Regions from separate parts of the Anas platyrhynchos genome. Here region 2 is linked to region 1. The links are chromatin contacts, called in public Hi-C maps. All regions are on one chromosome and are shown on one strand. Each heading gives the region's core, a stretch centred on a gene start, on an enhancer-like site or on the middle of the called end of the contact. The rest is flanking DNA. Distances are from core to core; before and after follow the strand shown. Region 1 has its middle 83 kb from the start of MCHR2. Region 2 overlaps FAXC (failed axon connections homolog, metaxin like GST domain containing).

What was found. A called contact is a pair of places that touch in the nucleus more often than the background predicts.
Region 2: a Hi-C map of liver shows a contact between it and region 1, with 9 times the contacts expected there. The contact joins two enhancer-like sites. A contact is called at or near these places in 3 of 8 Hi-C or Micro-C datasets (F1 follicle, liver and subcutaneous adipose tissue).

Annotation. Positions count from the first base shown.
Region 1 is chr3:77,811,628-77,818,925 of IASCAAS_PekinDuck_T2T, reverse strand. No RefSeq gene overlaps it. Among named protein-coding and RNA genes, the nearest start is that of MCHR2, 83 kb to the right of the region's middle. Within about 2 kb of position 2,280, at least 2 of the 8 cell types and tissues checked have an H3K27ac peak or open chromatin away from gene starts, as enhancers often do.
Region 2 is chr3:78,073,464-78,080,363 of IASCAAS_PekinDuck_T2T, reverse strand. It overlaps FAXC (failed axon connections homolog, metaxin like GST domain containing), which reads right to left. Exons shown (of 6, transcript XM_072036170.1): 4 at 6,827-6,900; 5 at 3,752-3,868; 6 at 1-2,120. The coding sequence ends at 1,837. Among named protein-coding and RNA genes, the nearest start is that of FAXC, 16 kb to the right of the region's middle. Within about 2 kb of position 4,588, at least 4 of the 8 cell types and tissues checked have an H3K27ac peak or open chromatin away from gene starts, as enhancers often do.

The DNA of each region.
Region 1 (7,298 bases), core at 1,031-3,530:
GATTCTAAATGTAAGATTGTAAATACTACTTACAGGAGTGCAAAACCATGTATACGTGATTTTTGCCATTGCAGTTGTAAAATTATTAATTTAATAAAAAAATGAAACAATTTGGTTTTCCTTGGAAGTCTTTACAATAATCACAATCTATTTTGAAGTAATAAAGAATAAACAGGCATTTAAAGGGTTTTTTAAGCTGAGTTCTGCTAAAGTGCTTTTAAATATTTAATTAAGCCATAAAAACTCTCAGAGGAAGGGGACTTCATACACTTTTTTTTTTTTTTTTTTTTTTTTTTTTACAGAAACAAGTCCAGAAATACTATATAGTAGCTTGAAGAAGTCTCTCTGCACTCAGTAACAAAACCCTGAGCTCCCCTTATAAAGAGGGAGGTCTTGGGCTCTAATCCATGACTTTAATTAAAAATAAACAGGGAAAAAAAAAAAAGCCTAAATACCCTTGTGAGCATAAGCCAAAAGCCATGTCTCTTGGTTATTTCCAGAAAATATCAATAGTAAAGAGCATCACAGCCAAGCTACGTTGTATTTATCCCTTACCTGCTCCCACAACTCATTCCCTTCTTTTCTGCATGCTGTTCTATCTGCAGATACTGTGATAAATATTGTCCTATCTTCCTCATTCCAGACCCTTTGTACTATGTAATAGAAGGGAAAATAAGGCATTTTGCTTGGAAGTAAATCAGTTGATAAACATTCAGCTGATGAGACTTTGGTGCACCTGTAACTCAGGACTCATGCTGGCTAAACTGTCACATAAAAGGACACTGCCACCTCTTCTATCAGCTGTCTCGTACTGAACATACATATGACTTCTTTTTAATTAATTTAAACAAGATAGAAGCCATTTGATCTTGATAATTACCAAGCAAGTACTGTAATTAAAATTCTCCTCACTGAAAACTATTAAAAAAAAAAAACACAAAAAACAAACACACACACAAAAAACAACCAAGTCTTTTAAAATACAAAGTCATTTAGGTTAAACTTTGGACAAAATTTAGCATGAAACCATTGGTACTATATAAGTACAGATACATGGGGTTCCTCCATATTAATTAATGATTAATGAACTTGTAATAAAAAAGTACATTTTAACAATGTTCAGTGTATCAGGCAAACTGAAACGAATGAAAAAATGTTCAAATAGGCAAAATGAAGCTTGAAAAACGCATTTCAAAAGCAGGCAGAGAGCTCCATCTGCTGCTGGCCTGCTCGCTGCAGCACCACGATGAACCAAGCTCTGTGGCACTCTGCTCAACGATTCCCACTGTCTTATAGATGTTGTGAAGGTGTCTTTGTTAATTAGGAATAAGAACATTACATGCAAATATATTTTTTTTTCTTCCAGGCCCTTCATTTTCGCATTTTCGTTTTCCTCTTTACTTTTTTTTTTTTTTGAATTGGCATCCTGAAATGTATGTTTTTGTATACGGAAAAAATAACTACTTCGTCTTCTGACATAAAACTATGCCTCTCTTGGTCTTCTTCACCTCTTCAGTGTATTTCTGTATTTTCATGAATTAATATCTTCTGTAAAACACAGGACTGCTGAGGCACACAAAACTATCCAATGTTCTTTATGCACCAGTATCACTTGTCTTTGCCTTTTGGTTTCACAGTAGCTTCCATAATAAGGACATATTGAGGCCAATGCAGTATTGTGAGGGTTTCTCAGATACAGCAGAAAATTGATAATCTGCTATAGCTCTGGAAGTGTGACTTTCCCTTTCTCATTCTATGGAAAGACCAATACTTTAATACTCCAATACACAACTTGAAAATACATACATGTATGTATCTGTATGTATGACATGTATGACATGTTCCAGGGCCTCAATGTCCTTGTAGTAAAGCTGGACACAGTACTTGAGGTGCGGCCTCACCAGAGCAGAGTACAGGAGGATGATCACCTCCCTGGTCCTGCTGACTACACTATTCCTGATACAAGCCAGGATGCTGTTGGCCTTCTCGGCCACCTGGGCACACTGGCAGCTCGTGTTCAGGTGAGCATCAATATACACCCCCAGATCCTTTTCCTCTGCACAGCTTTCCAGCCTCTCTGCCCCAAGCCTGTAGCTTTGCATGGAGTTGTTGTGACCAAAGCGCAGGACCTGGCAATTAGCCATGTTGAACCTCATCCCATCTACTAGCCTTTCTATTTGTTAGTCTTAGTACAAATAGTCTTCCTTGTTTAGGCCTATGCAGTTTCTCAGTGTGGCTCAACAGATTTGTAAGGTGAATGAGTCAGTACTGAGGTTTCTAGCTTCATGCCATTGTTTCCAGGGTGTTACTTCAGACTGGCTGCAGTGTGGTCCCAAGGAGTGGCTTCCTCTTAGCAACAGGGTCACACTAAGTCACTGCTGGAAGGCAACTCTCTCATTTGTTTTCATTCAGAATGAATCCCATCCAAGTACTCTGAGACAGCTTTGTGATGTACAGTAAGTGGGGATGCCTGGGAGAGCCTTTAAAAAGGCCTTCCAGTTGGGAGCTAAAAGGCTAGCCCAGAAGCTAAACTAATGCAGAACCATACTTTCTGCTCAAAAAGATAGTATTTAATGCAAAAGGTTTTATGCAAAATGATTTTATGCAAAAAGATTTAATGCAAAAAATTTAAAAGCTCCTCTAGGTATATACATTGTAGGGTACATATTCAAGTGTATTTCAATCCCCAGTAGTCTTGCACTAAGTTTAGTTGGCACTCAGCTTTAGATGAAGAGTGGGGATATAATTATCAGTACAGCTGGAACACCACTAGCAAGATTTACTCTCTTTGAGCTCAGATGGCTCAAACTGCCTTACAGATCAGCACAAGCATTTTGAACAGGGGCGCTTTTCCCTTTCTTTCATCTTAAAGAAAGTAGGGGCTTATCATAGATCTATATGCCTACCTACACTGAGCACTGGATTATGACAGATCCCGAGGACAAGTATCTTTCATAATATTTATTTGCTTTTTAAGATGCTACATGTAATACTGCTTATAACTGGCAGTGGAATAGAATTCATTAGATTAAAAATATGCATTGAGAACATACCACAGTGGTGCCAACATCATTATTAGTCTGCTGCTGTCTTTGCATGAACTGACTGCAAAAGAATGAACAATAGTATCTCAATGAAGCTTATGACTAGATGTAGGCACTTATACAAGGATGTTAAAAATCTGTGCCTTTGCATAAAAATGTACTATACAGCTGCTTAAAAAAAAAAAAAAAAAAAAAAGCAGAAGGCAATAACTACACCTGCAAAGAAATCCTGCAAGAAATACATTATTAGTCGGAAGGCTGATTCTAGTTATTTTGGCAGTGGGATTACGTAGAAAAACACACAATAGTTTGAACAAGGTTGAAGGGAGACAGGGTAGATGGTGAGCTTGGCTGCCCTTGGCACTGGGTATTCTCTCATTTCCTGCTTCCTCCTCCTAATTTCAGTCTTCTAAGTTCTCTTCTTCATTCTCAAGGGATGCCCTTTCAGAGCCTCCTTGCTCTCCCCAGGAGAACAGGGAGGAGAGGGAACAGCAACAGGCAGCAGTGAAGGAGATGCTTCCCTGTGGACAGGCAGAGGGATGTGTGTACTGCTGGTGTACTCAGTGCACAGGAAACAGCAGGAAAGCTACTGCCTCTTGGCCAAGGCAGCTACAAGAGCAGCCACAGCTCTGCAGCAGGAGTGGAGGGTGTTGAGGGGTGGAGGAGTATGGGCTATGCTGTAGCCCATACCTAGCAGGTACATTCACCTCTACCCATCCAGGCTCCAGTTCCTTCCTAGACTTTCCAAAATTGGCTGAAGCCAGTTAGTCACATGTTTGATCACCCCAGCCCAGGGTTAGAGGACTGGATGGAGAAATCTGCAGACCATCAGTTTCACACTTCTATTTTAACCAGTCTAATTGATTTAATTGGTTTTAATCAGTCATGTTAGTGGCAACTCCTGAGGTCATAAAAATAGTTGACTTCTATCTAACAGCTGGGGCTTCATTCAGACCATCACTAACACACATGGCACAATCCTTGTGTGACTTTGTTTGTGCTCGTTAACTCTACTGAGAAGAAGGGTAAACTCACCCCTAGCAGGCTCCGTGCTGTTAAGGTGCAGTGCTCTCAGCACCAGTGGGATACATACAATGTATTTTGCTCTGTAGTTTAACACTTAGAATAAAATTCAGTTGGACCATGCAGATATCAGAAAATATATGGACTGCCTGGACTCATGGGAATTCTTGGTCAGAGGTTCAGGATAGTTGTACCTTTGCGAAAATAAGGAACATTCATCCTCATGGGAGGTATCTACTACTACTTTTAAAAGGTTGAATAACAATTTCATGTCTTTATCTTAAAAAGAGGAAGACATAATAAATGGTAACTAGTAACTTAGGTCCTAGGGGAAGAAAACAAAAAACAGGAAATACAACAAAAATTATGGAACAATTTTGAATATATATGCTTTAGGATTATTTCTATTATCTGAAGGATTGTAGTTTTTTTTTTTTTTTTTTTTTTTTGTGCCATCACTAAAAAGTTATTACATATAAATCTAGACTTTTTTTTTTCTTTCTCCCCTCCACTGCAATTCTTGTCAGCCTACATTTTATACGAATAACACACAAGCTTAATGATATACCCTCTAGTAAAATGCACACACAAAGCTTTCCAGCATGAGATGCGCTTATTAATTCTGAATCCAAGCAGTGATTCTATCCAATAGGCTTCATTAAGCTCTGTGACAGCTTTAGGAAGGAAAAAAACAAACAAAAAAAACAAACAAAAAAACCTTTCCATTTGTTATAATACAGAATGTTCCAGATGCAAAATTGTTAAGAAGGTTAAGGGAGAAGATCCAGTGAGTGGGAATGTTCTGGATATCAGGCATGTCATTCAAACAGAACAATGCCGTGGTCGCTTCAGTTAACTTGTGGCTTGGGTGTGGCTCACTGCCGTTTTTGCATCCTTTTCCATTCCTTTCCCAGTGGAGGTCAGTAAGAATAATTGTCAAGTAATTAATAAGTAATTATTAATGTGAAATATATTATTAAATTGAGGTAATGTTATATGCTGTTGCTTCGCATGAAAAGTTATAATGTAAGACACTTGTACTTGTATTTTTGAAATCTGGGAAGGAATTTTGCAGACTTTTTCCTGGAAAGTCATAACTTCTTTTTGGAACTCCTGTGGGTGCAAGGTCTATTGTCTTTTTGTTTTTTTTTTAAAAATTTATTTTACTATAACTGTAAATTGTTTCAGAAAGAACACAGACGGTTTGTTGAACACACCATTTAATTGAAAATCTATTTTTGCATGGAGTAGAAAACTGGCAGCTTCCTTTTTCATTTGGCATTTGTGTTTCTTATTCTAAGTGGAACATAGGATCTTCATGACTGCCTTCTGCCCTGCATAGTCTTAGGCCATTGTCCTTGCCTTTTTTTGCCTCTTTCACACATTCTTCACCTCCTTTTGTCTAAGAGACAGATGCCAGTCTTCTTTTTTATCTCAGCAACCTTCAGGTTTGCTCCACTGTTTTTTGTCCTTTAGCTCATTTTTCACCTTTTGGCAAATTCTTTTGGTGTCCTGAAAGTAGAACGTTAGCTAGGGTCTTTTCCTACAAATTGGTTTCATGTCTGAATGGACAGGACCAACATTGCTGCTTTTATGGCCTTATTCACTTGACTACCAACAGGAACCTCATAGTGCTGCAGGTACCCTACTGTATTGTGGCCAGCTTGGCCAGGCTCTCTGAAAGATCACGGATATGCTCAGGGTCTCATTGCATAAAGATATCTCCTGGCTTTTGAATAGCACCAGATGTCTAATTTTATGCAACTTATTGCTTTAAAAGTCTTCAATTTCCTTTGGGGCTGAAACTATGAATGAAAGTGAAACACTGCCCTCCTTCCTTATGAGTATCCTCTGGATTGCAGGATGGACATAACAACAATCCTCATATCCAAAGAGAGCTGTTGCAGAAGTCTGTTTTCTAATCCCAAAGTTGTGAGGTATGAAGGATACACCAAGTGCTACCTGTGCCCCCACTTAAGCAACTCCCAAGTTCACTACAGGCTCTGGGATATCCCATGAGGGAGTTATTTTCACAGTAGCTAGGGATTTTTATTTCTGCATCCCTCCAGAAGAAACAGGTTAATTTACATATGTTTTGAAGGTAAGTGAATCTTCTGAGTGCAGCATCTTCCCTACGTGGACTGCAATCACCCAGTTTTTTAAGGTATTAAGAGGACTGTGGTCATGCTGACAATGCTTACAAATCGAATGTATTGATGTGTAACACAACAATTTTTGATCATTTTCAAATAGCTTTTTTTTTTTTTCTTTTTTCTTTTTTTTTACTTTTCTGGGGTCAGTTTTTTGATATACCTATTGATCAAAAATATACTGTTGATTGTCCTGTTTCATCTCTGATGAAAAAGATTACAAGCTGCTTTGTAATATTTCTGTATATTTCTGACAGTGTAGATCTGCAAACATACCAAACATTTTAAAGTTCCTTGTTGCAACGGTTGCTTAAAAGAGCCTAGATCTGATTTCAAAGCAGTACACACAGATCAAAGTGATCAAAAGTGAAGATTCAATTTAACAGAATATTCACCTGATTTCATCAGTAAAAAATATCATGTTGTGTTGCTTCACATTGCTATTGTTATTTCACTTGAGACCATTACAATTTCCAGGAAAAGACACTATTTATGGGATCACACAGGCATTAGCATCGTGATAATGAATATTCCAGATGAAGGCTGTCAGTTCATGGAAAACAGTTAGTAAAAACTACATACTTTATATTTCTGCATTTATTTTGTAGAGCTGACAAAATCAGTGTCAGTGGATCTCTATATTAGATATCAAGAAATATACTGCTTCAAACTGACTTTGACAACTGCATCTGTATATCTGCAAGCAGCCCCTATTATAAACCATAGGGTGCTAACAGCTCATTAGAAGAAATTTATTCAAAGGTTAAACCAATCTCATGTATTTGTGTAACAAGACTGAGGGAGAGATCTCTAAAACCACAAGAATATGAATTGCAAGGTGCTCCTGGGGTTAGCCTAGCAGGAGTGTGTTCCCTATCCTGAATTGCTTGAGGAGGTGGTGAGGACCCAGAAAAATATACCTGGCTCTGGCAGCAGAATTTACAGCAGCCTCATAGAATGCCCTACCTGATTTCTCTCTCTCCCACCAGAGCCCTAAAAACAGTGCCCTTCTCTCACCTCCACATGTTCTCTGTCTGCCCAGGTTTCCAAGGGACATTGGAGATGCAGTGTCAGTAACTTA
Region 2 (6,900 bases), core at 3,339-5,838, 260 kb before region 1:
GCAGGAGCAATTCTGGCAACAAAGCTCTGGGCCAGCCCCCCGGAAGACCTCCAGACATGGGAGAAGACCACGATGTGACACCAGCCTCACACCACGGTGGCGATGCCGATTCCTGTGCCTGCTGCCATGCACAGCCATGTGATACCCTAATCCAGCTGCACACACACACACAGGTAAAATTACACCGCTGCCTTCTGGCTGGCTGCATTTTGGGAAGTCACAAGCATCACTGCCACTGGCAGATCTGTCAGCCCAGGGAAATGACAACAATGAGACCATCTGCTGAACTCAGGCTGGTGTTTTAATAATGGGGACTCGTTGCTGGGACTCATCTGCTATCCACAGGGGCTCCATACCTGGAAACACGTTCTCCTCAGGCTGAAAAGATGGAGAAGGCATAGCCTTCAGACACACAGCTTCAAAGCTCACTTCACAGCAAAATAAATGAGAGGATCTCTATCAGAATTTCCACCATGAGTGTTTTTTAAAGAGGAGCTTCTTGACATAGATGCCTGTTACCCAGAACGTCAGTACCTAACTGTTTGCAGGCAGCATCTGCCCTGACTTATCTAGGAAGTTTCACAGATGTATCAGACCATCACCCCTTGTGCTTTCAAGCCCAAGACTTTTCTTCTTGTGACCTGTTCCTGTGCTTAGTTTCCTGAGAAGGGTCCCAAGTAATCAGTTAATACCATTGTCCTCCTCAGTTTGGGTTTGTTTCACAAATGCTGCTTGCCCACAACAACAGAGGCTGGAGCAGAGCCCCAGGGAAATGTGTGAGGAATTTAGGAAGTAGATGCCAGTTCACGCACACCTCAGACAAACTGCAGCAGCTCCCAGGCATGGCAAGTGACTGCAGACTTGTCCCTCCACTTGCAGAGCCACAGCTAGCTGGGTGTTCCCCACAGCAAGCATTTTCCTCTGATGGAAAAACTCCACAGCCCATGAAAGGAACATGTCCTTTGAAAGCTGGAGCTAGTTCAGGCTCCAGACTACCAAGCCTACCAACAATTAGCATCCTAAAGCATTTGCATCCTGTCTATTCCCAGAATAGACATTTAATATTATTTTTTTTTTGCTGAAGGGTCCTGATTCATGGAACTGTAATTCACTGAGAAAGCCCTGATTAAACTACTTTCAACAGGCTACCGCCAACGTTTGCAGGCAAATAATTGATTTTACACACATGTTTACAAAGACAGAACCATCTGTAATTTCCATATGCTTTCTCTCCACTTAAAATCAACCGGTCAAGGCCAAGCAACACAGGTGTAGATGTTAAACTTCGCACAAGTGGGCAAACCCAATGCATCCATTCTCACCTCAGACACTGTGACAACATGTACACCCAGCATGCAGGTAGCTATCAAGTAAAATTCTTCCAAGACTTCACCAAATCAACACAGCATCAATCATTTTCTTCCACAGGAGAAAAGTGTGCCAGTAATGCCTCTTCCACTTTCGTCCTCAACCCAATCCCGTGAAGATATCAACACAAACCAGCTCTTACAAGTGCTCTGCCACCTGGATGCTTCTCCCACCCAGCTGTGGGATTTGTTTTTCAGTGAGAGCAAAAATGTAGATTGAATGGTCCCATTGCCCTCTGGACCTCCAGTTTGCCCATGAGTGTTTTAAATAACTGTTTACCTTGGTTCCATCTGAACAGTTACACAAAATGAAATAAGATTGAGACAGTCCAGTCCAACATGTGACAGCTAAGTCAAGCACAATGGTCTCTTGGAGGTGGTACAGACCTCCTCCCAGCCTGGAGCAGAAAAGAAATCAGACTGGTCCCAAGAAACAGCTTGTCTGCAAAACGGGAGATGCTTGTACACATCATTTGCATTGTTCGTGATCTCTGTAGTCATCCATGTCCACATCCGAATCAAAGAGCGAGTGTCCAGTGTAATCTGTGTCAGGGGTATGAGAAATACTGTTCCCTTCCTCATCAAATGTTTCTGTCCTTGAATAAAAACTGAAGTCCTGCAAAGGGGAGTGAGTCTTGCTTGCTTCACTGCTTTCTTCGGATTCATACAGAGTGTTATCATCATCATGGTGCCACTCTGGCCAGAATTTCCTCCTTATTCTTTCACAATACATAGCAAGGTTAATCAGTTCACCTGCAACACAGCACAACAGACTCCAGTAAATACATCCAGTCAATAACACTTTAACTCACCGGCTGATGCAGGAACATATTAGCATAGTTTGGAAATAAATTGTGCAGGTTCTTTCCAAAGAGGTACCTGAACCTTGTTTCAAAATGGCAAGATCCAGTCAATCCTCTCAGTGGCTGTTCACATAACTTAAAACACACACTATTAACCCATACGCAGTAAGAAAGGTTACACTGAAATGAACATAAATGCATGTAACAGAATACCTAACCTAAATACAATATCTACAGAAATAAATCAAGACAAGACACTATTAGTGTAAGATTTTCATGTCAAAATTCTTGCTTATTTAGCAGAAGCATGGTTTCTAAAGTCAGGACTTGATGCTACATTTACAATTAATTTATTTATTAAAATCTCGTGAATTTGGATGTTTTGGGCTTGCACCACCAGATGGCAGCGTTGTCTGCAAGGTAAATTCAGGGGTTTGGTTTTTATACAACTCGCCTCTGATGTTCCTAGCCCACAGAAGTATGTTATGCTCTATGTTTATATGTATACGTATGCTTAAAGAGAAGAATTTATGAGGAAACTTCAACGACCAAAGAAATAACAGCATATTAGAGGGATTATGTATGAGTATATGGAACCAGCACTCATAATGTAACACAGCATGAGTAGCTGGATGTGTACAGAGAATCATCCGTGCTGCTTGGGCATTTATATAATTTACCATTCCCTTCTCTTAGATACAAAATAGTTCAAACATCATTTTTCTTGAAACCCATGGACCCTTTAGAATTCTATCTGTCCCCTCAGACATCAAGAGAAAGAATTATATGGACTCTATCTACGTCCTTCATAAAAAATCTCAAGTATATTTTTTCCTCCACTCAAAGTGCTAGTAATAGGCAAGTCTGTGCCTCCAAACTGTTGCCTTAATGGTACCTCTTGCTCAGAGTAGGTCTACAGATCAGATTCATTCCTTTCACAGCTATTTCACATCCTTCGTTCTTTCCATTTTTCACAGTGTGGCTTTATTCTGCATAGTGACGCCAAGATGCTCCCACCAGACTTTGACACGCATATGCCACTCCACAAAGGAAAAAAGAAGTTGGGGCAGGAGGAGGAGCTATGTTGGTTTCCAATTCATGCAAAAACAAAGAAACTCCAAAGCCAGACTGGAATCTTTTCCTTGCCCAGCATCCTTAGTAGCAACAAAGGCTCTAATTGCACTGGGACAACAGTGCTTGCAGTTCTACTGTCAGTGGAAACTCCTCAGTTCAGCAAAATTTGGCTCATGGCTTCTAATACTTTACCCAGCATTCATTCCATAGAGGCATTTGGTCTTTGCTATGTTAAACAGGGAAAAGATCAAGTACAGGAACAGAAACAATCACCATGCAGAACATTAAAGTGAAAACAAACAAGAATTTTAAGGAAAAAAAAACCAACATTGCAGGATATAAGTGCTACATCAAAGGCAAGAACAGCCTAGAATGCAGTTAAGTGCCCCTGCAATCTTCAAATAACCTTACAAGGTGCTCCAAGTTTAAACACAGCAAATGCCACCAAGAGTCTTTGTTCTGTTTTGTTTTTTTCCCCTTTGTCGGAGATCACTTAAAACCTCTTACCTTTGATTAGCCTCTCTGGTCTGGTCCCTGGTAGTGTCCACATTGCCTGGGCCAGATGCCCAAAAACGGTGGCATCAACAGTGGAAAGGTTTGGTCCCATAATGTACTTCTTGTCACCTGTAAATACAACAGCAAACGTTTCACTGGGGAAATGGCAGTGAAAATCTGGATTTTTCCCGTTATGTCCTCAACACAATTTTTATAGAAAATCATTTAGTTCAAAGACAGAGATTTGCTATTGATTAGGGTTCAAAAGCTGATCCCAGGCCTCAGTAGGTGAAATCCATTTGTGCAGCTTGTTCAGACTGACACTGATGCATCGCTAAGACTCACTGTGACTGCTCAGAGCAGATCTGCATCTCCAGGAGAGGCAGGAGACATATGAGGACACAGCAGATAGAGGAGAAAGCAGCCGTGGGCAGGAGCAAACAGCTTGGAGCTTGGAGTGAGTTTGCCAAGAACCTCTCGCCAGGCGACACCGCTTCAAGGACGGCCACGAGGCTCTTCCCACTCACTGCCCCCAGCTCCATCCCAACACGACACGCTTGTGGAAGGCACCAGGAGGAGTCCTGGAGCATCCTCACTTCAGAGACAGGAGCCCCACAGACAGCAAACAGCAAAGCAGGCTCTCCCCACGCCACCGCCGCAGCTTCACAAACTGAGAGCGGGGTATTTCACACTCAGCCACAGCACGGACAGCGGGCTCAACAGACCACCAGCCCTCCTCACACACACCTTCCCCACCTCCCGGCACTGCCTTCTGACCAGCAGGGACACAGCCACGGCACTCCTGGTGCATGGGCAGGGGGAATGGCAGCCACGTGGCACTGCCCTGGTCTGCAGGAAGGATGTGCCTGCTCCGCACACCTCTCTGGGCACCCGGCCGTCGTGATGGTCCTGTGCAGCTACCAGAGCACACACAGACAGCAACTAACTAAGACAGGGAAGAAAATCCTCTTTCAAGGAGGCCATTCACAAAAGGATGATCCAGTACCAGCTTGCTGCCTCAGCTCAGGCATTAGCCCCGCAGCACAGGCAGCAAGCAGGGCACACAAGTGAGACATGAGGCATTTCAGGGGGTCAGGTTAGATGGCTGCCTTGGCCCTGCCTTGGCCCAATGTGCTATAAAGTGTGAAATGCTGCCCATAATTGAATTTTCCAAATCCAGTTATCCCATCTCCCCAGGACATTCTTCCCTTGTACAACACAAGCTGCCTGTAATTCAGCAGGTTATTAAATGTTAGGGTTATTGAGCGAGCTTAGAAAAACTGTCCAGCGGTGAAATACAGCAAATTCTGAAGTACAGCACAACATAATCTGCTATCCCCCTGTACTACAACGTAGCAAAGCAGTGCTCAGGAATAAGGAATAATGGTAACTTCCTACAGCAAGCCAGATGTGGTAGCAAAACAGAGCTAACTCTCCCCAGCTCGGCCACGGTTATCCAGATAATCCAAAGGTCAAATATAATGACTGTACACTGACTAATCTGACTGACTAATGGGGAAAAAAAAAAGTACAATATTCAGCTGATAATGTAGTAAAGTAACAATAACATAGCGGGTGCCCATGGAGGCTGTACAAAACCCAGGCAGACACGATGTTCCCATCAATAACCTGGAACTGGGCGGCAAGGCCCTGCTGGGAGCACATGCACCACGCAAAAAGAAAGCAGCGTGGTGGCAAAAAAACGAAGGGCAGTCGCAGGGCTGGCAAACGGGGCCACGAGCAGCACGCAGCATGCAGGCACATGCGGAGGTGTAGGAGCCGCGGGGAGGTCTGTCCAGAGAGTGTGGGAGGCGGAGAGAATGCAGAGGGGAAAAAAAAGGCACATTTTTTTGCAAGATTTGAAGAAAACACCTTAGAGAGAAGCTTGAGGATTTTCAGCCATTTTTCCCATCAAAACCAAAAGCGAGATTAATGGTTTGATTACAGCATTTATCTTCACAAGGAGAGGCTGCCTGAAGGCTGAGACCGGGCAAGCTCTGAACTGAAACTGGACAGCTTTTGGTGATGATCAACACCTGCCACCAATTACTGATGAACACAGTGGCATTTCCACCTCCTGAAATCTTCTGATTAAAGCTGGATGCCTTTTGGAAAGACCCGCTTCAACCAGAAGTGAGATGCCTCAGGACAGCAACCCATTCGTAGAGACCCGACTGGATGATTCAGAGACCCAGCTGAACTCCAAACTATGAACTTGAGCATCACTATAGGCTCCAGAGTCAAAACGATACAAATAAATCCAGGAACAGACCCAAAAGCAATTACAGAGAGGCAAACATGGTAACAGCTATACCAGGAAAAGGTTTCGGCTGAAGAAGTTCCTCCCAGCAGGGCCACCTGCTGCTCAGCTTCTCCAGAGGACCATAACGGGGATCACAACGCAATCAGCTCTCAGCAGATTGCAGCCCAGAAGCTCAGTGCAGACAGCTCCAGTTCAGACTTCAGCCTGAGCTACACAACTGAAATGAGGCTCCTGTGGTTCTAGCTGAGTGAGGGCAACCTTAAGACTACCTGTGCACAGCATCCACCCATGACAACCAGCACACCTGAACCCATCCATTTTGACAAACCACCTCCTACCTACAGCTTTGAATAAAGCTGCTCACACCAACCAAATACAGCAAAGTCCGGCTCACCAATGTACCACCTGCAAAGGACTTTCGAATGGCAGCCTCACAATAATCTATCACATGGTAACGAGTCCCACTAGGAAAAGAGATTCCCCAAAATAAGTAAGAGGTTACGTTTGACAAAATGAACACTACGATGTCCTGAATTCACACAACAAAGCGTTCATCCAAAGCCACAGGCCACATTCTGCTCCTTTAGATACAGACGATGCACAGAGAAGCAACCTGCCTACTCCTCTAGAGAAGCAATTTGGTGACAAACAGCGAGGAAAGAAGCCCCGTCCCCTTGGGAGTGAAGGTGGCGCTGAGGGCAGCATGGCCTCCACCTACTGACAGAAGCAAGCTCATCTGTGGGTGCGAGCAGGCTGCCACACATGGGTGACCTCACCCCGCGGGCTGTGCTCAAGCAGAAGGCGAATCGTTTGCTGTACGTTACCCAGGAGGCTCGCTAGAGTCCGCATGTCCTTCTCCATCAGCGTGTACATCTCCTCCTCCGAGAAGCGGCCGATG